2 separate regions of the Rattus norvegicus genome follow, and region 2 is linked to region 1. A link is a contact called in public HiChIP or PLAC-seq data. All regions are on one chromosome and are shown on one strand. The core of a region is the stretch at or near the end of the contact, and the rest is flanking DNA. Distances in the headings are between cores, read along the strand shown.

Region 1 (4,572 bases), core at 582-3,081:
GGCTTATACTTCCAGATCATAGTCCAACGATGGAGGAAGACAGCACAGGAACTCAAGCAGGGCTGGAACCCGAAGGCAGGAGCTGATGCAGACAGAGGCTGTGGACTTACTCATTTGCTTCCCATGGCTTACTAAGTCTGCTTTCTGATAGAACCCAGGACCACCAGCCCAGAAATCTCCCACCATGGATTGAGCCCATGAGTGTCCCCACTGATCACTAAGTGAGAAAATGCCTTACAGCTGGATCTCATGAAGGCATTTTCTCAACTGAGGCTCCTTCCTCTCTGATGACTCTAACGTGGGTCAAACTGACACACAAAACCAGCCAGTACACCAGTGTGTGTGTGTGTGTGTGTGTGTGTGTGTATACATGCCTTTGCATGTGTGTTTGGTGTACTGTTCAGTCACACCAATGATAGTCGCTAGACCAAGAGTGTATTGTTAAAAAATGGCAATGGACCTTAAAGTCACTAGTCAGAAAAGATTATCCGAGCCTATTCCCAGTAAGGACAGTAAAATCAAGCAAATCCATTAAATAATAAAACCCTAGAAGTGCTATAGAAATCTAACCCAATATCTATGACTTGAATGTTTTGACTTGGATTAAGTGCATTTTGGAGGAATTCTTTGTTTATCTGAGAAGTGTCTAAGAGTCAGAATAAAAAGGGGGGGCACATTTGTTTTTAACTGAAGAGAGGTGCTCTGCCCCCCCCAGAAAGATATTAGATCCATCAAGGATTAGTGCAAGCCTGTGGCCTTTAAAACTGGCCTGGCTATTTTCTCTGCAGACTTAAGTGTGAGCAGCCAGCTTGGTGAGTGGGAGAAAGTACAGTCCTCTATGGCATCTAATCCTTCAGGTAACAGTAGCCCTAAACGGCTGGTAATCCTAGAGCAGGTACATGTATGCACTAAGTGGTGCGATCGGGGTGAAGATAGCCATCACAAAGATTCATTTGATTCCAACAGTAATCCACACCGAGTCACAGAAAACAGCCTGTGTGTGTGTATGTGTGTGGACGGGGGTGGGGGGACGAGGTCTTTAACGAATTTGCTAATTCTAGTTGGGCCCGCCCAAACATTTCCTGAGAGCAGCCAGTATCAAACCCCAGTGGCTGTGCATTAATTCCCCGGAATAAGGCTTTGGTGTCCGGGAAGTTCAAAACAATGCTTTGTGTTTGACCAAAAGAAAAAAGAGTTGGAGAAGTACTGGGAAACTGGAGCAAAACCAGAAAAAAGGGGTGCAACTGGACGCCTGCTGGTGGGAGCAGCCTAGGCCTCTGGGCAGGGTGGGCACGTTAGGCGGGAGCCCAGGTGAGGGGTGTCTTGTGGTGGGCTGCAACAGCATAGCCGTCCCGGGGCCCACAGAGGCCCCCGCGTTTGGGCCGCAGGCCCCGGAGCAGCCGCCCCACTCCCGGACGCATCCCCAAGCACGGGCCGCGAATCTCAACGGCTCCGGGCCGGAGCGTGGAGCGGGAGGGGGGGCGGGCCTGCGGGAGCCGCTCGGGCCTGAGGACGCCGCGGTGGCTGTGGCAGAGCTGGGCCCTGACCGCGCGCGCCGCGGCTCGGGCGTGGGGCTGGCTCGGGGCAGACGCAGGCACACAGACACCATAGAGCTCCGCTTTCCCGTAGCAGCTGCTGCCTCTGCAGCTGCCTCTCCCGCCTCAGCCTCTCGGCCCGGCACACACTCACACATTCAGATTTGCGCGCTGTTTCAATCCTCGGTGACGTGTCCTCGCAGACAGCCAATGGCGCACGGGCTCTGGTCAGGACAATGGGAGGGAACGGGCCAATGAGCGAGCCCCGTGAGTTGGCGGTAGCCAATAGGAGGCGCGCTGGCTGGAGAGTAATGTTACAGAGCGGAGAGAGTGAGGAGGCTGCGTCTGGCTCCCGCTCTCACAGCCATTGCAGTACATTGAGCTCCATAGAGACAGCGCCGGGGCAAGCGAGAGCCGGACGGGCACTGGGCGACTCTGTGCCTCGCGGAGGGTAAGTGTGGGGCGGCGCAGCGGCGGGGAAAGCGCCTCAGGCAGCCTCGTAGCCCGCGCGGCGACCGGATCCCCGCGGCCCGAAGCCGGCGGGTCAGGCTCCACACAAAGGCAAATGAGGGGGGACCGTGGGGGGAACTGCGCACGGAGCGAGGCTCCGCCGGGCGCCGCGAACGCTGCCCCGAACCGAGCCGCGGGCCTCAGGCGGCCGCCACTTCACACCCGCAGCGCCCTCCGCGCCTCACTGGCGCAAAAAAATTTTTTTTGTGTGTGTTCCGGATTATTTTTAAAAAAAATTTTTTTAAACGTGTTTGTGGCCCCCGGGGCCGAGCGTTTCGGGCAGGCGGCGTGCGCGGAGCGGGCAGCGGCGGCGCTTCCCGGCTGCATGGGCGGCCGCGGCGGGGAGCGCGGGGCGGCGGGCGGGGCGCCGCTGCGGGCGAGGGCGGCGCGGGTGGGCCGGGGGCGGCCGTGCGGGGCGGCTCGGGCCGGGCGAGGCGGCGGGCGAGCGGGCGGCAGTGGGGGGAGCGGCGCCGCTGCTCTCGCTGGAACATGGCTGACTCGGCCCGGCGCTGCTGGCTGTAGAGAAAACAAGGCGGGCGTGCGGGCGGGGGAAGCTGGGCGCAGCAGTTCTGAGGCAACTTTTTTTTTCCCCCCCTCTCCTCTCGCTCCCCTCTCTCCTCTCTTCACAGCCCCGCGTTCTCCGTGCGGGGGCGGCGGGGCGCGCGGAGGGAGACGGCGCGGGGGCCGCGGGGGGAGGGGAGCCGCGCGCCCCCGCCCCTCCCCCGCCGCCATGGCGAGTGCGCCAGCGCCCCGCCCGCCGCGCGCCTCAGTCTCCTCACACACTCACATACACACACACACATACACACACTCACACGCGCGCACACACAAAGGGAAGGAGCCATATTCTCGCCGCGCTCGCCCTCGCGGCGGCGGCGGCGGCGGCGGCGCAGGCGGGGAAGACGCGCAGCGGCCATTCCGTGCGCCGGCCCTGGCGGCCGCGGGCGGAGCCAGCCCCCATTTCGAGCGGGGCTTCTTGCGCCGCGGCCGACAAAATGGGGGCGGCGGCGCGAGCCTGCGGCCTTCCGGGCGCACGTGGCGGCCTCGGGCCCGCCCGGAGCCGCAGCCCCCCTCTACCTCAGGCCAAGTTCGGAGGGCGGGGAATCCTCCCCGCGCGCGCCAGGGTACCCCAACTTTTCACGGGCCCTGTTGGAAAAAAAAAGCCCGACACCCCCGTGGTGGCGGAGGGGGGGGCGGCGGCAGGAGTGGCTTTTGTCCCTCATCCTTGTTTACTCGGAGAAACTTCAGACCGGACGTGTTTAGTCAGAGCAGAAACGCATCTCGGGGCCAAAGCGATAGGAAACGGGCGGCCTCTCCCGGCCCTGTCCCAGCGCCGCCTCCGCCCTCCCGAGCAAAGTTTGATGCGAAGACCGGGTGTTCCTAAAGCTGGGTAAACTTTAGGTGCACGAGGGGGATTTATTGTTTTGCTTTTCATCCCCTCCCCCTGCTTTTCTAGGCCTGTAATTCTCTTAAGGTCTACTGGATCATTCCTTGTACACCGCAAAACTCACTAATGGAAAGGGTGGGTTTTTTCTTTTTTTTTTTAAATGTTTGTGTTTTGCTGGTTTAAATTTTTTTTAAAGATTTGGACATAGTTTAAACTACCAGTTAGGAGTCATTCAGAACAGACTGGACAGATAGCCAATGCTTGAGTGTATGTGTGCCTACATTTTTGAGATCACACTTTGAGACCTTTTTTTTTTTTTTTTTCTTCCCTGTGTCCCATGCCCTCATCGCTGTGGCTTAACCACTTCTAGGAATTGGCTACGGTTTGCAATGTCCTGCTTGGCTTTTATGGGAGATTGTCGTCACCGCTGTGTTAAATAACACAAATTTTGGTTGTCTTGCCACCCTGAGCAGTTCGAAACTGGTCAGTTTCAGTTTTTTGGTTACTAACATTGAGTGCTTTCTTTCAGAAAATCAACTAAACATGGGCAAAGGAGATCCTAAGAAGCCGAGAGGCAAAATGTCCTCATATGCATTCTTTGTGCAAACCTGCCGGGAGGAGCACAAGAAGAAGCACCCGGATGCTTCTGTCAACTTCTCAGAGTTCTCCAAGAAGTGCTCAGAGAGGTGGAAGGTAAGGGGGCTTTAAAGACACTAACGGCCTTTTAGTTGTAGATTAGGATGAAGGGGCTGGGTGTTCTCCTTACTATTTGACTATTAAAGTGCTTTAGGGTGGCATATTAAACACCTCTATATCAAGTTCACAAATGACTCTTTCTAGACCATGTCTGCTAAAGAAAAGGGGAAATTTGAAGATATGGCAAAGGCTGACAAGGCTCGTTATGAAAGAGAAATGAAAACCTACATCCCCCCCAAAGGGGAGACCAAAAAGAAGTTCAAGGACCCCAATGCCCCCAAGAGGCCTCCGTGAGTATGAGCTTTTATTTTGAGTTGTTTAGAGTGGGTAGGAATTGATTCGGCCACCTTCAGTGTCTAGTACTTGGTACCTTAGCTGAAAATGGCTCAGGTCTTGTATTTTGAGAAGTCATAATGTAACTTAAGTCAGGTAGAATTTTATTAG
Region 2 (4,572 bases), core at 974-3,473, 130 kb after region 1:
GACCACGTTGTGTTTTCAAAACAAGCATTTTAAGAACGGTGCCATCTCCGTGGCCCCTGCGTGTGGTGGTGATGGTGGAGCTACTGTAATGGCTGGCACTCGAGTTCCTTTGGGGAGGACCTTTTGTCTCTGTAGGAAAATACTCTGGTAACCAGGTTAGCAGTGGTATGTAGCAAAGAGAACTTGGGCTGGGAGATGGAAAATAGTGCATACAGAGAGGGAGAGGACAGGAGAGACAGCACTGCAGAAATACTGAGCAGCAGCAAGCCGAGGCTCCTGCCAGAGAGACAGGAGTTGGTGGATGAGAATGCCACGCTGGGGGAGGGGACAAAGGACTTTTAAGAGGAAAGCTTTCTAATTCTAGGCGTGTGTGTGAGTGAGCATTTTTTTTTTTAATTAAAAAACCCACCTTCTCCAGACCTTTAGAAAAAGGTGTGCTTTGCACACAAGCAAAGAAATGGGGTTGATTTCAGAGGGAGAGGGGAGGAGGCAGAGTAGCAGGGAAGATGTGAGGAAGTCTTGCATGCTCAGAGCAAGGACTCTGAGCTAGGGGTGACCCTGACTCGGTGTACCCCATGGGCAGTACAGTGTTAGAGAGGACTAGGGGAGGTGGGCACAAGGCTTGAACTTGCAAGATCTCTGTGATGGGGTGACTCTGACAACAGAGCTTGCTTTTCCAACTTTCTTTTCTCTGCCCCCCCCCCACCTTTTGAGACAGTCTCACTCCCCACCCCCCACCCCACCGGGGCTGGGGACCGAGCCCAGGGCCTTGCGTTTGCTAGGCAAGCGCTCTACCACTGAGGTAAATCCCCAACCCCGAGACAGTCTCACTTTATAGCCCAGGTTGGCCTCCCGTGTTCTGAGATTACAAGTGTGAGTCACTACCCCGATCCATCATAATTTACCTGTTCTTTTCTTCTACAGGGTCTGGCACATCCCAAGCTGACCTTTATGCTTTATGTAACTCAGGTTGGTCCTGAATACTTAATCCTCCTGCTTGCATTCTCCTGAATGCTGGGTTACAGAGGTTTATGTGGTGCAGGGGCTTTAAACAAAGGAGTGACACCCTTAGTCCTAACCTAGTTCTTTTCTTTCTTTTGTATTTTTGTTTGTTTTCAAAATAGGGTTTCTTTGTGTAACAAGCACTGGCTGTCCTGGACTCAATTTGTAGACCAGGCTGGCCTCTGCCTCCTGGGTGCCAGGATTAAAGGCACTAGATACTGTGCCCTGCCTGCCCTAATTTCTTAAGAGGTAATTATGAGAAAATATTAAGGACAGTAATTCACTTCTTCTTTTTTATTGATTTATTTTCCTAAGGCATTACATCCCTTTTGAGGTAAATTTATATACAATAAAATGTACAAACCATAACTGTTCTATTCCATGAGTTCTGACAGTTACAGACATTTCCCTGACCTAAACCTTTTAAATCGGTACAGGACAACTGCCCACCTCGGCCAACCCACCTTCAACTGCTAGCCAAATATTTGGACTTTTATCACTACTGGATTAACTAGTATCTGAAAGCTACTGTGTGGGCTGCCAGACTTCTATACCGTTTCATCATCACAAACGTTTCTCTCAGGAACACAGGGATATAGTAGCTCCATTTTGCAGGCTAAAACGTCAGAGCAGGTTAGGTAAGGTGCCTCGAGTCATCGGCTACTGACCAGTTAGCCAGGGCGCTGTGTTAGAAATTTAGGTCGTTAATCCCGGCCTACACTACACTGAGGAACCTGGAGAGTGTGCAAACGTGTGCCTAAGTCACATTATAGCTTCGAATTCAATGGGTGGGGATCAGTGCCATTTACGAGTTCCAAAGAGTCCGGAATCTTCCTGTAGGCAGCGTGCACACGCCATCTTATGCAATGGCTCGGTCTCTACTCCCAAGAGGATGGCAGGAGGGGGCTGGCCAGAGGCCTTCAGTCTACAGAGATGGCTCAGCAAAGGTCGCCTCCTTAGAAGCAGCGCTCTGCCGCTGCACACGTCCCGCCCGGATGCGGCAGGTGCTGCACGCCCCACCTAGGGTCTTGGGTTCCTTCCTCATCGTGTCCGGTGAGGGCTCCGAGCTCGCCACACTCGTCCCTGCGCATCCTTCCTCACAGCCCCGCTTCCCAGCGCTGACTCAGCCCCACGCCCTCTCCGCAGCGCTGCCGCAGCTGCCATGGCAACCGTGCGCCACCGCCTCTCCGCGCCAGCCACGAACTAACGGACTCCGGGCGGCGGCTAGCGGCGCCCCGCCTCGTCCCTCCCCGCTCCTTGACAGCCCTGACCTGCAAGATCTAAGTGGTGAGCCCGAGGGGCCGGGCGTGACTGGGAGAGCCGGGTTGCGGAGCCCCGGAGGGGAGCCTCTCTCCGCAATCCCTCGGCCACCAACACCAGGCCGCTCCCGGGTAGAAGCCGGAGCGTCCAGCGGACAGTAGCACCAGTCGCAGGGTATCATGGGCCTTGTAGTTCGGTGGCTCTTCAGGCTCACCGCCTTATTTGGATGATTCGGGCCGAGAACTACAAAGCCCAGGGGTCCGGAGCGCGGCGACAGACTGATTAATTGGGAGCTGCTCAAATGGTGTTAAAGTGGCTCTTTGTCTGCAGGGAGTTCCGGGGTAGTCGCTGAATTGGGCGGTGTGCATCGGGCGGGGATAGCGCAGGTGAGCCTCAGTGCTGCGCTCCGGCCCCCGCAGCCGCCGCACTCGCGGCCCCGCCCCATCGCCACCGCGCGGGGCCTGGGCTTCTTAGGGTGCTGCCTCTCGGTGCAGAACCGTATGTATGGCGCAAGGTCGATGCGAGACCCGACAAAGCAGACCCGACAAAGTCGTCATTAAAAAGGCCTTTGCCTCCCCCCCCACCGTGAATTTCTAGGTATTTCTGCTTATTTTTCAAGTACCTCAGAGCTGTTGGCATATTAAACCCATTCATTAGCGTGTGTTCAGAGGACAGTAATATTTAAAAGGACAAATGTGAAAGCTGATGAAAGATATATTGCTGTTATTTGGTGGTGTCTTGAATATATATATATATATATATAAATATATATATATATATATAATTTTACATTTTAGCTATTAAGGTTCAATGTCATGGAGTAATGCCTCCTCCCACCCCCAACCCCCTGTTCCATCTCCATTCCCTACTTACCAGCCTGAATGTTGCCCACACGTATTTTGGTTCTACTTTAAAGACCAGTAAGGCTTTAAATGGTTAGTTTTTGCCTTTTTCTGGAGAGCTGTCTTTAGCATTTGTTTCTTTCTTCCCCAAGTACTTGCTAGAACTCACATGTGAAGCTGATGGGTCTGGAGTATTTTGGGGAGGTCTTAAATCACAAACTCTGTTTCATTGACTGATGAGATTTCTTAGTGGGTTTTGATATGCTGTGATCTCACACCCTTGTCTATTTCATTAAGTTTGCTTGACCTTTCCCTCTCTTTGAAGTTTCTATTGCTAGATCTCCTTCATTTCTGATTTGGGAAACATTTCTTCTCTTTTCCTAGCCAGCTTTACTAGAAATTTATTAATTTTATTGAACTTTCTGATGAATCTCCTTTTGACTATGTTGAAGTGTTTCGATTTCCTTTTCTATTTTTTTAAAATTTGACTGATTTATTCACATTTTATTTTGTTTTAGAGACACGGCTTCACTGTGTAGTTTTGGCAAGCTAGAACTCACTATGCAGACCAGGGTGTCCTAGAACTCAGAGATCTGCCTCCCTGTCTCAGAATGCGGGGATTAGGCAGGACTTAGGCATGACTCAGGTCGATTTCCTCTCTTTAGTATGTGTAGTGAGAACTTTGGTTTTTTTAACATGTAATTTACATAGAAATCTTGTAAGAATTGTTTTCATTTTAATCCCAGGTATGGGATATATGGGCTGCTTCAGATTGTCCATAGCAGTTGGCTATGATTTGCCTCATGCTCTACCAGGGATATGACTTTTGCCAACAGGCAGATAGTTTCTGTGACTGTAATGTTTGGAATTCTGGGGACTTCTCAGAGGGTATATAAATGCTATGGCTCCAAGAGGTGGGGTTGGTTGTTGATCACCAGTCATTAAGTAGTTATGCCTATGCAGAGAAGAAACAACAAGAAGAAATTAGATCTCCTGATGGCAAAGATTGAGCTTGCCCTGAGGAACTTGACACCCCTAATCATTATAAGTAGTCCTGATGAAGGCTCTTCAATCCCGGGCCTCTAGCTTGCTTGTTCTGTAGCATGAGTATAAGGTTTGGTAGCCCAAAGCCAGCAGATTCTATGGGCGTCTCTTATTCTCAACTATGTTTCTCTGTACCTCTAGGCATTTTTGTTTTGTTTTGGCCTTTAAGTGAAGATTTCTCTCATTAAAAAAAAATCCCAGATTTCTTTAGTTTCAGGAATTTCTTCATATTTCATAAACAAATCTCCCGGAAATAGAAGAGCTGACCAATCACTCAGATATGAACTCAACCATCCACCTTCCGTACTTCTCCAGGTCTGCAGAAGAGACAGACTTGGCGATTTTCTTCAGCGCCAACTCCAAGTCCCCTCTGGTGACAGGCACCTGCAGCTCCTCCTTGGACAGGGCCGGGATCTCTCCTGGT

The links. HiChIP or PLAC-seq counts read pairs in DNA pulled down with a chosen protein or histone mark.
Region 2: a contact with region 1 is called in an H3K27ac HiChIP or PLAC-seq map of oligodendrocytes, with 4 times the contacts expected there. The contact joins the promoter of Katnal1 here to the promoter of Hmgb1 in region 1. A contact is called at or near these places in 3 of 12 Hi-C or Micro-C datasets (Schwann cells, frontal cortex and liver) and 1 of 1 datasets of contacts at active chromatin or transcription factors (oligodendrocytes).

The regions. Positions count from the first base shown.
Region 1 is chr12:11,007,405-11,011,976 of GRCr8, forward strand. Hmgb1 (high mobility group box 1) reads left to right here and starts at 1,832. Exons shown (of 5, transcript NM_012963.3): 1 at 1,832-1,986; 2 at 3,962-4,125; 3 at 4,273-4,418. The coding sequence starts at 3,976.
Region 2 is chr12:11,136,930-11,141,501 of GRCr8, forward strand. Katnal1 (katanin catalytic subunit A1 like 1) reads left to right here and starts at 2,224. Exons shown (of 11, transcript NM_001006956.1): 1 at 2,224-2,289.